Linked DNA regions of Mus musculus: region 2 is linked to region 1. A link is a contact called in public Micro-C data. All regions are on one chromosome and are shown on one strand. The core of a region is the stretch at or near the end of the contact, and the rest is flanking DNA. Distances in the headings are between cores, read along the strand shown.

Region 1 (6,670 bases), core at 3,536-6,035:
AAAGTGGTCCTCTTACCTCTCCTTACGTTCATACACACATACACTTTAAAAACCAAAATAAATTGAGGGGCATGGTAGTTCACACAATCTCTGTCCTATTGAGTTCAGCCTGAGATTTATAGCAAAATGCTATCTCTAAAACATATTAGATATTTGCACTTACAGAAACTTGACTTTTAATAGAAGCCTGCACTCTGGGGTACTTCTTTTCATCTCAGCTCTTAGAGACCTAGGGAAGGAGGATTTAGAGTTCAGAATGAGCATGGCATCTTAGCAAGACTTCATCTCTGCATCTCTGTCTTAGTTAGGGTTTTACTGCTGTGAACAGACACCATGACCACAAGGTGGGAGCATGGCAGCATCCAGGCAGGCATGGTGCAAGCAGAGCTGAGAGTTCTACATCTTCATCCAAATGCTGCTAGTGGAAGACTAACTTCCAAGTAACTAGGGTGAGGATCTTATGCCCATACCCACAGTGACACACCTCCTCCAACCAGGTCACACCTATTCCAACAAGGCCACACTTCCCAGTGGTGCCACTCTCTGTCCCAAGAATATACAAACCATCACAATTTCAAAAAAAAAAAATTTTTTTTAATGTTGTGTATAGATGCTTTTTCCTGTGTGTATTTCTGTGTCAGCGACTACATGGTTGATGGGGATTAAACTCGGGTAATCTGGAAGAGCAGTCTATGAGCCTATCTCTATCCCAAGGAAAAAATACTTTAGTTTGTTAAAGCATCCCTTAATAACATTTCCTCAGACCTAGCACTGAACATTACATGTCAGCACTTCAGTTTTCATCTGTATGGGACTTTTTGTGGTTTTAGTTTGTTGGTTTGTTTGTTTTGGGTTTTCTGATGTTGAGGTTTTTGAGACAGGGTTTCTCTGTGTAGCCCTGGCTGTCCTGGAACTCACTCTGTAGACCAGGCTGGTCCCAAACTCCCTGCCTGCCTCTGCCTCCAAAGTGCTGAGATTAAAGACATGTGCCACCATCACCAAGCTGGTTTTGTATTTTAGTTATACATAAGGCTGTACAAATACAAACTCAATTTTTAGATTTATCTATGTGTATTGAATTTTTTTTGACTGCATGCATGTATGTGTGACAGGTACATGCAGTGCCTACAGAGGTCAGAAAAGAGTGTCAAATTTCTTAAAAGTGAAGTTACGGTTAGTTGTGAGCCCCTGTGTGTGCACTGGGTACCAAACTCAGATCCTCTGCAAGAGCAAGGAATGCTTTTAACTGCTGAGCCACCTTCTCTAGCCATTATAATGTCCTTTTAGCATAGTCTCCATCCCCTTAGCCACTTACTTTGCCCTTTCCTGTTTCTTGGTCCCCAGACAATTTTTCTTCTACTTTCATGTCATTAGTACATAAATAATATTAGGAAATGTGTAATATCAAAGATCCATAAATAAGAGAAAACTTGTAATATTTGTATTTCTAGAACTGATCTATCTCACTGTATGTTATTGTCTCCAGTTGCATCCATCATTTTTACAATAGTTTTATTGCATATATGATTTCAGTTAGGATATGACCCTTAAGAACAGTTTTACCCAGGCACATCACCCAGTCTCGCCACTTGATAGCGCTGTGGACTTAGAAAAGTCCCTTCTCTAAGCCCAATTACCTCAGTTTTAAAATGTGAGTGGTAGTAATAAGGCTTCCTGATCAATGTTACTGAAAAGGGAAGTGTACACATAATTGTCTTTAATATTGTTATTAACATAATCCTCAAAGATTCTTGTTTTTGTTTTTTCTTTATAAAAATCATTAAAACTCTTGCTTTGATTTCACATCTGAAAGGGTAATTATCAATGGACTGGAGAAATGGCTCAGTGGTAGAGAGCTCATACCGCTCTTGAAGAAGGCCCAAGTTTGATTCCCAGCATCCTTATCAGGCAGCTTACAACCACCCGTAACTCCTGGTTCAGGAGCATTGGACACCTGGCATCCACAGACATTTACAGTCCTGTTGATATACCCACAAACATACACATAATTTAAAATATTTTTGAGTAAATATTGTGGCATACTCCTTTAATCCCAGCACTCAGGAGGCAGAGTTCAAGGCCCACCTGGTCTACATAGTGAGTTACAAGACAGCCAGGCTATACAGAGAAATCTTATCTGGAAAAACAACAACAACAAAGATAATTACTATATATAGCCAGGTGTGGTGCACACCTTTGATCCTAGCGCTCAGGAGGAAGAATCAGGTGGATCTCTGGGTCTAGCCTGGCTTCATAGGTTCTAGGACTTAGGCTCCAAAGAAAAGTGATTATTGTAAAATCTGTCTGGATATCTTCATCCTTAGTGATTTTTGTTGTTAATGAAGAAACAAACTGTGTTGTTTAGCATCTTTTCCTCTTTGTTTCAGTTGGTGGGTTGCTGCAATCAAAATTTGCAAGTGGAACTTTTCTTTCACCAAGTGCCTCCGTGCAAGAATGTCGCACTCCCAGGACATCATCTCGCATGAACATCCCATCCACATCCCCCTGGTCTGTCCCTCTGCCCCTGGCCACTGTGTTCACAGTGCCCAGCCCAGCCCCTGAGGTTCAGCTAAAAACAGTGGGGATACGAAGGCAACCAGGCCTAGTCCCTCTTGAAAAATCCATTACATATGGCAAGGGGAAGCTCTTGATGGACATGGCCCTATTCATGGGACGTTCATTTCGGGTTGGTTGGGGTCCCAACTGGACTCTTGCTAATAGTGGAGAACAACTGCATGGCTCCCATGAACTGGAAAATCATCAGGTTGCCGATTCTATGGAATATGGATTCCTGCCCAATCCAGTAGCTGTTAAATCGTGAGTTATGTTTATTGATGCTTTGGGGGAATGTCCACATTATAGTTGGGGCTGTTCTGTTATCAAGAAACCCAAGGTCAGCACCCTGCTTTTTGATCTCTCTATATAAATTTTTAACCCAAGTATAAGTATTTCATATGTTATGTACATAGTATCATATATGTTCCTATGTAGTCCCTACAATTAAGTCCTCTGGTAATTATCATACAAAATGTATTGCATTTACACCAAATATGTACAGTTTTCTTATGTATTTTTTATAATCCTAATAAGTTTGTGTATATTTACTATGGATTAAATGAATATGAATACTTTATTAATTTTTTAATTGATTTTGAAAAAATAAAGATCATCAGTTTCATGAACATCTCAGGAAAATCCATTCTAAATTTACTAATTGACTCTAGATATGTATTATTTTGGAGATTATTAATATCAGTTTTAAAAATTGTATTAAGTTCAGACTGGCTTCATGTTCATCTAAATTTGTAACCTATCTGGGCATGGTGGTACATATGTATAATCCCAGCACTAGAGACAGGCAGAAGAGTTCACAAGTTAGCTCTCTTAGAAACTCAAGTGCTAATACAGCCCAGTAGAACTAGCATGCCCAAGACCCTCACTTCAATCTCTAGCACAACAATTTAAAGCAGATACAAACAAAGGAATTAAGTAATTTAGAATCAGGCCGTATGTGTTGGTATATGCATATAATCTAGTCACTTAGGAGATAAAGGCTGGAGAATCAGAAATTCATCGTCTTTCTTGGCTATATATCAAGTTTAGGGTTACATGAGATGTATCTCAAAATATTTGGTATGTATAAACTTACCTTCATAACTTTTGACACCTAAGTATTTGTAAACCAGGCATTCTACATATAACTTTTGATGTTTAGATCTTGTAGTGTCCACATAAGTCGTGAAGCAAGTAATTACTGACTCCCATACTTTTGTACCGAGCTGTGCTTTGTTGCATTAAAATGTATTGGTTATCTTGCACTTTGTATCATTACTCATCCATGATTTTATAAACAATAGCATTGGCCACTTGGAAATTATTGTTCACTAATTTTACACATGTTGGAAAATATAAAGTTCTTACTATTTTAATAGACCTCATTAGTCTTTTTAAGGTTTAAGAAACTGACACTGTATAGAATATTTCCTATTCTTCCAGAGGACCCAAGTTTGGTTCCCAGCACCCACTGTGGGCAGCTCATAACCTCTCGTAACTCTCACTCCAGAGTATCTGACACCTACTTCTGGATTCTACAGTCATCATCTGCCCCTGACCACAATAAATACACATAATACATAAAAATAAGTCTTGAACAATCATTTATAAAAATAGAATTAGGTTCTCAGGACTGTGAGTGTAGCTCAGTTGGTACAGTGTTTACACAGTATGCATGAGGCTCTAGGTTTCATTCCCAGCACAGCATAAACCCAGCATAGTGGCCCGTGCCTGCATGCCTGTAATCCCATCATTTTGGAGGAATCTGGAGGCAGGAAGAAGAGATTCAATATGATCCTTAGTTACATGTTCAAGACAAGCCTGGGCTACATGAAACTCTGTCTCAGAAAACAAACATTTCAGTGAAATGCCTTTTATTCTGTTGGAAGTCAGAAATAAAGCATAGGTTGGTTGTAGGGAAATTTCAGCTGTCTTCATTTTTTTACTCATCTGTTGTTTCTTCTAGTCTATCTGAATCCCCATTCAAAGTTCATTTGGAAAAACTCGGCTTAAGACAGAGGAAGCTGGATGAAGATCTGCAGTTATACCAGACACCTCTAGAGCTCAAATTAAAACATAGCACTGTCCATGTAGATGAGCTGTGTCCTCTCATTGTCCCCAACCCTGGGGTTTCAGTCATTCATGATTATGCAGATTGGGTTAAGGACTCACCTGGAGATTTCCTGGAACTACCAAGTAAGTACACACCATGCTCTGACCTTTGTCCCAGGAGTCAGGTTAACATGGCGCGCGTTTCCTTCCGGGAAGTCAGATGACTTCCTGTGCTTACACAGTGCTGCAGTGCATCTGGAACAAGAAGAAAGAAATTATGAGTCTTTAATCATTCTTATGGCTTGTAGTTTATAAATACTTCCTCAAACACCCACAGCTAGTCAAAACCCTCAGATTTTGATAATTGTATTCCTTTTATTTCAAACCAAGATATTTAACTATGTGTTTTGCAAATCATCTTTATGAAAGGGAAAAAAAATTCCCCCTCTAAAATTGCCTTTAATTAGATTTTAAAAATAATAGTGACATGAGAGTAAGTGAAAAGAAGCCCTTTAACTGACAAATACCAAGGACATGTAGTAACTCTGTTTGTTGTTATGTGCAGGAACTTTAGATTTATAGCTATCAGTGCCTCAGGAGCTGTGCAGTTATTTGCCCTTTATCGTTATTGACATGTGCTAATGATATGCGTGTGTTTGTGTGTAATCATACTCACCCCCTTTTCTTCCCTTTACTTAACTTTATTTCTTCCATATCCCCACTGGTCTCCTTACTCATTGTGTGTCTGTCAGTCTGTCGTTTTGTTTTTTGAGACAGGCTTGCTTTGTGTAGCCCACTAAGCACAGCTTGTCTTTTTTTAACTTCCTTGTTTCCTAAATTTCACTTAGAAAAGAAGACATGGGATACTAGTTTTATTTTGTTTTGTTTGGAGTGACTTACTTTGCTTACCATCAAATACCGTAGTTTACCTGCAAATGCCATAGCTTAATTCTTTGTGGCTCAGTGAACCTCCACCATATAATATAGACTGCACTTTGTCTATCTAGTCCTCTGTTGAAAAGGCTTGTAAGATCAAGGCTGACTCCCTAACTTGTCTGCTGGAAATCAAGCTACACTCACAGTGTTTGCTATCTTTTATGAGTTGACTTTCATTCTTTGGAGTAAGAAGTCATATAGCTAAAGCATAAAACATTTCAATTTTTTCAAGAACCTCCATACTTGTTGCCATGGTGACTAGACTAATTTATATATCCAGCAACAAAATACAAAAATTCCTTTTTCTGAGCTGGGCACGGTGGCGCACGCCTTTAATCCCAGTACTTGGGAGGCAGAAGCAGGTGGATTTCTGAGTTCGAGGCCAGCCTGGTCCACAAAGTGAGTTCCAGGACAGCCAGGGCTACACAGAGAAACCCTGTCTCGGAAAACCAAAAAAAAAAATTCCTTTTTCTCTAGACACTGTCAATCAGTACTTGTTAATTTTCGAATAGTTTGGTTTTTATTTTTTCTTAATGTTAATCATTCCACTTAGAGTGAATTACAATCTCAAAGGAGTTTTGATTTGCATTTTTCTGATGGCTAAAGATTTGTACTTTATTTGGAAAGTATTGGCTCATTTGCTTAACCACTTACTGATTTGTGTGTGTGTGTGTGTGTGTGTGTGTGTGTGTGTGTGTGTGTTTTGCTTTATTAATCCTCTGTTAAATAAACAGATTGCAAAGATTTCTGTCCTCCCATTTCATAATCTGTCTTTTCACCATTAAATTTTTTACAGTGCAAAAGCTCTTTACTTAAGTATGTATAATAATAATAATTAATAGAAATAGTTTAAAAAAACAACTTGTTGTTTATTAGAGTCTTCTGCAGGAAGGCATTACCTAGGCCTGTATCTTAGCACTTAACCAGTGTTTTCCTGTTTAATTTTAAATTGTCAAGTCTTAAAGTCTTTGATTCATTTTGAGTTGATTAGATTCAAAGTGAGGTATAGGACCCTACCTTCAGCCTCCAACACTGAAATATGCAGTGTGCTAGCACCTCTTGTTAAATAGCTATCTGTTCTCTAAATGTTTTAGCATCTTCGTATGGCAGGCCCTGCATTATATTTAAT
Region 2 (7,212 bases), core at 3,170-5,669, 340 kb before region 1:
TGCTTGCTCAAGTCCAATTTTATACATGCTCCTTCCATTTGATGACAAAATGCTGTGCATGCTCAGGATTATGGCTTGTTGAGTCAGACAATAGCCCACTCGTGATATGCAATCCATGCTAAATGGTAACTTCGTGACCCACAGTTAAATGTCCAGCCTCTACTTAGGCTCACCACCACGGCAAAGGTTGTTTCTCAAAAGAATATTCACCCAAAGGATGACAGGATTTTACCCCCAATCCAGGTCCTCTGCTGTGGGTCACCTCCAGCCTCCTGCCAAAGGCTGCAGTTATCTTCTGTCTGTCTGTGACTTCAGGATCATCTTTGAATTTGCTGGATCACAGGGACCAAGGAGTACAGCAATTTGTACCGCATCCTGGATCTGTGGAGAGCCTTCCCTTGTTCCTGGACACATATAAAACAAACAGCTTTTTCAGTTACTCTGTAATCAGGTTAGACTAGCACACCCAAATGAGTACTTTGCCTCCCAAATCCAGAAGCCTATTTAGATAGAACCCTTTTCTTGATTATGAAAGAGGTCTGGTACACTTTTTCCTTTACCTCATATCACAGGATCCTGGGAAATTTCACTGATGTTGAAGGCCTCTGAATTTTTACCCGATTCATTTCCTGCCCATAGATTCCAAAGACCAGCTTTAGCACCAGAGGATAAACTGAGGCAGCCAGTGATTAAAGAAGTTAGCTTCTTTTTCTCAAGAAAGAGAGAAGGAAAGAGAAAACACATACACACACACGCTAAGTGGAAAAAACAAAAGACAGAGTCTAATAACTTCATACACAAAAACATACTTGTGTATGTACATACATACACATACATTCATGCATATGGACTTACAGACATATACACATTTACACATAGAATGGTTACAGCAAAGCTCCAGCAAGCAGGTTCCAAACATTTCACCCACACACATATACATACATACATACACACACACACATACATACATACATACACACACACACACACATACATACATACATACATACATACAGAGAGACTGACACACAATTGGTGGATGGAACAAACTCTAACACACACCCTGATAAGCTTTACATTTATACATACATATACATGGTTGATGAATGGAAGGAAGAAATACTCCAACCTACCACACACACAAACCTTACACACACACATAGTTGATGCATGATCCAACCCTCATTCGCACAAACTTCAAACATATACATACATACATATGTGCATACATACACACTGTTGATGAATGGAAGGAACAATGCTCCAGCCCTCATTCACACAAACTTCACACATACACATAGAGTTGATGGATGGGAGAAACAGTGTTCCAGCCACCATACTTTTTCTTTCTTCCATAGCTTGTATATCCCAGCAAAATTTTTCAAGCAGTATAAAATTACAATGTGGTTACATTTAAGCTTTCTTCTAGTAAATGACTGTAGAAAATCAGTGTGTTTCCCAATGCCTTTACAAGAAATAACATTACGTAGTACAGGTAAAGAAAATAAATTATTCCCTAAAACCCATGTACAATCGTAACTAAACAACTTGTTATAGAAGAACAAAGTGTAAGCAAGCAAGGGAGTTTTCTCAGCCAGTTTCTCTTACTGGCAGGCAGCAAATTGTGGTTACAAAGAAAGGAGTAATTTTTTATTATTTATCTTTAAAAGTAATCTTGTAAAATCTTAAGAGAATCACAAATCTAAACTTTTACATAAAAATCAGTCATATCTATTCTAAATCCTCAAAATGTATATCTACTCATCAGCAATTCTTAACAAATCATATCAGGAAGCTGAGAGCAAAACGGGTATAAGAAAGCTGTCCCAGAACTTGCTATGATCAGGCTGGCTTAAACTTCAGAGATCCTCCAGCCTTCGCTTCTCACCATGCCCAATCTTAAGATTTAAGAAAAATGATGTGTAGGCATGTGTGTTGGTGTCAGAGTGTGTGCGCATTGTTCGGCTTCCCACATCACCTGCCCAGTCTCAGTGAGACTCACGTCAGCCAGTGCTGCCACTGTTCTTGTTCCCTGACCATAAAAGGTCCCTTGCTTAACTAATAAGAGTGTGGCTTTCTGAACTTCATATTGTTCCCTAATATTTTTTTAACATTAGAGCCAGTAGGAAAAACATCACAACCTAGCCTCACTAACAACTTTACTTTTCCAAATGCTTTCCAAGGGTGGTAGTCACCGTTGACGATCTGCTTCTCCAGGTTCCTCTGTAGGGTGGTGATAGAATTATTAACCTGCTCCAGCAGCAACGCCTGGAAGGGATCAAGCATTATTATGAGTGCCAGTGACGCTGCCCAGTGAGGGACTGAAAACCCCCTTAGAGTTTTCACACAATTCTTAGGTTAAGAGGGATGTGAGGGCAGCAAGCAGAGCAGAACTCCAGAACAGCATAAAGTCCTCAGGACATAGAGTCCTCAGGGACATGCCACACCGAGGCTCACTCATGTGACTGTGGTAACCCGTGGGCTGCATTCCCTGAGTTCTAAAGCCGTTTGTCCTCCCTCCTGCATGGCCCTCAGCACATAGACATGCCAATAAGTCTGAAATTGTCTACTTCTTGCTAAATTACAAACACCACTCTGATCTGCAATATCATCAATGTATCAGCTCTGTCTATAGAAGGAAAAGCTGACTGAAGTCTTGTGGGAACTAAATTATGACACAGAGCTGATGAATAAGATGAAGGGCTAGTGTTGAGGTTTTCTTTTACTGTTTATTGTAACGCTAAGTGCTGGCCTCCAAGATTTGGAATCTGCACATAGCCTGAGGAACCCTGCCCCTAGTTAATTCTGGTTGGCAAGTAAAGATGCCAGGAGTCAATAGCTGCGAAGCACAAACATAGGTGCGGTTTAGGTTTCCCTGACCTAAGGGAAGAGACCACAAGGCAGGAGAGAGAAGAAGCTGCCATGGGAGAGTAAGAACATGCAGGAGGGAGGAGAGCCACCATGGGCTAGGGGCTCAGAGAACGTGGCCCAGAGGGTTGCCTAATTGGAGCTAAGAGCAGCCCAGATGAAACATAGTAATAACTTGAAAGGAGGTAGATTCTAACAACATGGAGGGTAGGCATCTGCCCAGGTATTATACTGCTTAAGGCATATTAAAATTATAAGGCTGTGTGTGTGTGTGTGTGTGTGTGTGTGTGTGTCTTTCATCCGGGAACATAAATGGTAAAAGGCGGGAAGAAACCCTGTGTGGGAATTTTTAAAATATTTATTACTACAGGCTGGAGAGATGGCTCAGTGGTTAAGAACCCTTGTAGAAGACCCAAGTTTACTTCTCAGCACTCATCAGGTGGCTAACAACCATTATCCCAGCTCGAGATCAGCTTGAGACCTGATGGCTTCATCTGGCCTCTGTGGGAAGCCGAACAATGCGCACACACTCTGACACCAACACACATGCCTACACATCATTTTTCTTAAATCTTAAGGCTGGGCATGGTGAGAGGCAAAAGCAGGAGGTTCTCTGAAGTTTAAGCCAGCCTGATCATAGCAAGTTCTGGGACAGCCAGGACAACATAGAGACCCTGGCTAAAATAATATATAATAACCAGTAAAATATTCTAAAAGAGTGAGAATGTGTTGCTGCTCTTGTCACTGTAAGCAAACATGCTTCTGGTGGCCTTTACTAAGACTAAGGAGGAGAGACTTTTGTCTTCACACCAGTAACCGTTTACCAGGGAATAATTCCTTCAAGCAAGCAAAAAATAAAAAATAAACATCTGATTGGAGTCACCACCCAGTTATAAGACTGTTGTCATTCTCTTAGTTTTTACACAGCCATGTAGGTTGAGTTGAATAAAGATGTAGACATCACCAAACTGATGGTGATCTCTGATATGTTTCCTTTCCCAGTATATGTCACTCAGCTTGGTCTAGTTCCGGAGAAAACGGGTGTTTGAGAGCAAAACAGGCAACTTGAAGTCAAATCGTGGGTCCAAGTTGGTGGCTTCTGTTCTGCTGAGATGGCTTTCCAGGCTGCTCTCTGCATGTGTCTGAGATTACCATTTCCACTACTCTGTCCCAGGCTGGCCCTGAGCTCAGGAATCTGCCTACATTTGTAAGCATAAACAAACAAAACCTTAGCTGGGTGGGATCTTGCCTTGTGATCACTCCCTAAATCTCTTATCTCCTTCCTTAGTTTCTTTCTGATAGCTGGCTCCTAGTGCGGCTACCTCTGCTCCTTTAGATATGTGAAGTCCCTTATACAATTCATATTGCATCCTTGTATTTTTTTGCATATTGAGAAACATATTTTCAAATTCATGTTTTTAGAGTTCTTTTCCAAAGCCTTAATGGCTCGCTGAGACATTAGCCACACCTTTTCCTCCCGACTCATGCTGTCTGTGATTATCATGGAGTCAGTAACATTAACAGGGAGGACATTCCTTGGAGGAAAATGAAAATTTTGTGCATTACTAATCAAATAAGCCCCATGCTCACAACAGCCATCAACACTCAGGGAGGCCCATGCCTGCTGGCCCTACAGAGGCCATGCAGGACACAACACATCACCCTGTAAAAGGCAAGGAATAAAGATTTAACTCAAGGGAATGTGGCCTCCCCTTCGTTCACAGACTCTGGACCTATAAACCTGACTAACCCTGGAAACTGGGTGGAGTAATATAACCTTGTATAGAATTTGAATTAGACTGTTTCCTTGGCCCCAAGCTCTTCTGCTCATTCAGGTCAAATTAAACAGTCCTCCCATCTCTTTAGTTTCTTGGAACTCCCTAAATAACTGGCCCAACCACAGATTCTCTATAGACAAATAAGACAGTGGCCTTGGCTCTGCAGGCCTTTATTGTAACCAAGCCGGGGGTGGGGGTGGGGGTGGGGTGGGGGGGGGGTGACTGGGACAGCTCTAGAACTTCAAGGAAACATTTACCCATGCATAATCCAAATATGTGCTGAGGAAACTGAGGCTTCAGGACCACACAGTTAAGGCCTGAGAATCTCATCTGCAGAACGGACTCTTTACAAATCAGTCTCAATTCTCAGTACCAAACCCACAGGGCATGCCAGTGACAGAAAACAAGCAGAAACTTCCTCAAACAACCAAGTCTCAGCCCTACTGGCCCAACACATTAACACTGCCTCAGGCTAGAGAAATAGCTCAGTAGGTAGAGTGCAGGAATCCTCAGGAGCCATTGGCAGGAAGGTCAGAGGCTCAAGGTTACCCTCAGCTACTTAGGAAGTTTGAGGCCAGCAAAGTTTCATGAGACTACAGTCACAGAGCAAAACAAGCCAGCTGTCTTAAACTAAAAGCTAATACAAAATATGGGCGAATTAAGTAAATGAAATCAATTACAAACATCATACTACCAACATAGATAAAAATGATTTTTTAAAACATCAAATTTAGGAGCTAAAAACTGAACTGAAATATTCACTAGAGGTACTAAACAGCAGGCCTGTGCAAGAATCAACAAACTCAAGGGTTGAAAAATCAATTACCGAGTCTAGGGAGCAGAAGATGGAAGGGGACAAGCCAAAAGGCCGTTCATAGCCACCATTACGTAAAGCAGATTTATTATGAGTTTCATAAGGGAAAAAAAGGATGTGATGACTAAAGGGAGAAAATGCCCCAAAACTCGGGTTTAACGAAACAAGTCAATCTACAAGACCAGGAAATTCCCCACTCATAGAAGGGCTTTATCAAAAATATGAAAATCGAGTGTTATAAGGTATGAAGACAGAATAAGGCCTTTTAGTACTTTTATAGAAATATAATGGTGCTGCAAATATAGCTCCTCAAAGTCAAACAGAATTATATAGTCCAGCAATTCTTTGCTGTATAGAACCACCAAACCTAAAAGCAGGAATCCAATAGATATTTGTAGACCAATGTTCATGGCAGCCATTATTCTCCCTATCTAAAGGGAGGAAACAACCAAGTTTCATGAACAGATGACAGGATGGATACAAGATGGTGTGCACATATGGAGGGACAGCGTATCACACTGTGATGTATCTAGATATCATGCAAGCCATACAAGTGCAAATACTGCATTATGTGTATGAGGAATACATATTCAAAAAGGTGTAAGAAGTGTGGTTATGAGTAGAGTCTCTATTTGGAATGATGGAATGTTTTGGAAATGGTGTGGATGACAGTTTATACAACAGTGTGAATGAACTAAATGCCACAGAATCAAATTATAAATGAAAGAAACTGTCAATTTTATGTTAACAAGATTTCATCCTGGGGCAGGAAAGGGCATATGTTAACACTAGATATCTATACAATCTAAATGTCTTTAAAGTTTGTCTCTCTGAACTCAACAGAAAATGTTGGGTTTTTGGGTTTTTTCCCCTAAACTGTCTTGTATGATAATAGATGACAAGTTTAGTACCACACAATCACTTAGAAATGTTTATTTCAAAATGACCTATAGAAGTTTGTCTAGACAAAGGTCTTTAGCTGATGAGTAATTGCTTGATTTTACTTCTAGGCAATCAGTCAAATCAAACTAAATCTCTTTGCCCAAACTGAGAATGGCCAGGCAGGGAAAGCTGGAGAGACGAGACTTCCTAAGTCTCCTCACTAATTTGCAGGAAGGCTCTTTAGTATTCCCAAAGCCTCTACTTTGATTCCTAATATCAAAGCTGGCTTTGGTTTTCTGTTTGTTAAAAATGATATTTACACTGTGTAGAAACAGTACTGTAAGTCGTGGCTCCCTGTCCTGGCAGGCACGTCCAAGCAGAGCTGCTGATAACCAAGCAAACCCACTATCCTATCTATGCTCAAATCGTCTGCCTCGGCGGGCAGGAGAGCCCGCTGCGTCTCCCAGGCCCTGATTTTCTCAGGATCCACACATCAGGCACTCCTCTCTGTTCTCCAAAGAGCACACCATGGCTGCTGTGTTCCTCTCCTTCTCCTCCTCCTCCTTCAGTGCCTTTTCCTTATCTTTCAGTTTTTCCTTGTTCAGAGTGAACTGGATTGGATTAGCGGCAGGCCTCGTCCTTAAGTAATACATTCCAGTCTTTAAACCCTGCAAGGGAAGAAAACGTAGCTATTAGGAAGAACTCCAGAACACTAGACAGTCTTTGTTTAAAATTCCCAAGTGATCAGTTACAAAACTAGTTATTAAAATCTTTAAATGTATTCCTATGAACCAATCTTTTTAAAAAAACTTGTAATTTTATCTCCTCTACAAAGCACCCTGAAAAATGCTTGAGTTTTTCATCCCTGAA

Evidence for each region. A called contact is a pair of places that touch in the nucleus more often than the background predicts.
Region 2: a contact with region 1 is called in a Micro-C map of embryonic stem cells, with 2.3 times the contacts expected there. The contact joins two enhancer-like sites. A contact is called at or near these places in 12 of 39 promoter capture datasets (the C10 cell line, the HPC-7 cell line, HPC-7-derived erythroid cells and 8 more), 1 of 15 datasets of contacts at CTCF or cohesin (stem cell-derived epiblast-like cells), 32 of 484 Hi-C or Micro-C datasets (the G1E-ER4 cell line, differentiating embryonic stem cells, embryonic stem cells and 10 more), 6 of 115 datasets of contacts at active chromatin or transcription factors (effector CD8 T cells, embryonic stem cells and extraembryonic endoderm stem cells) and 3 of 9 other capture datasets (adipose tissue, embryonic stem cells and liver).

The regions. Positions count from the first base shown.
Region 1 is chr7:102,130,711-102,137,380 of GRCm38.p6, reverse strand. It overlaps Nup98 (nucleoporin 98), which reads left to right. Exons shown (of 33, transcript NM_001287164.1): 23 at 2,388-2,817; 24 at 4,520-4,749. Among named protein-coding and RNA genes, the nearest start is that of Chrna10, 17 kb to the right of the region's middle. Within about 2 kb of position 4,785, at least 11 of the 459 cell types and tissues checked have an H3K27ac peak or open chromatin away from gene starts, as enhancers often do. A contact at or near this core is called in embryonic stem cells and induced pluripotent stem cells, where this site is marked.
Region 2 is chr7:102,468,093-102,475,304 of GRCm38.p6, reverse strand. Rrm1 (ribonucleotide reductase M1) reads right to left here. Exons shown (of 19, transcript NM_009103.3): 19 at 5,534-7,010. The coding sequence ends at 6,822. Among named protein-coding and RNA genes, the nearest start is that of Olfr543, 6.2 kb to the left of the region's middle. Within about 2 kb of position 4,419, at least 10 of the 459 cell types and tissues checked have an H3K27ac peak or open chromatin away from gene starts, as enhancers often do. A contact at or near this core is called in embryonic stem cells and induced pluripotent stem cells, where this site is marked.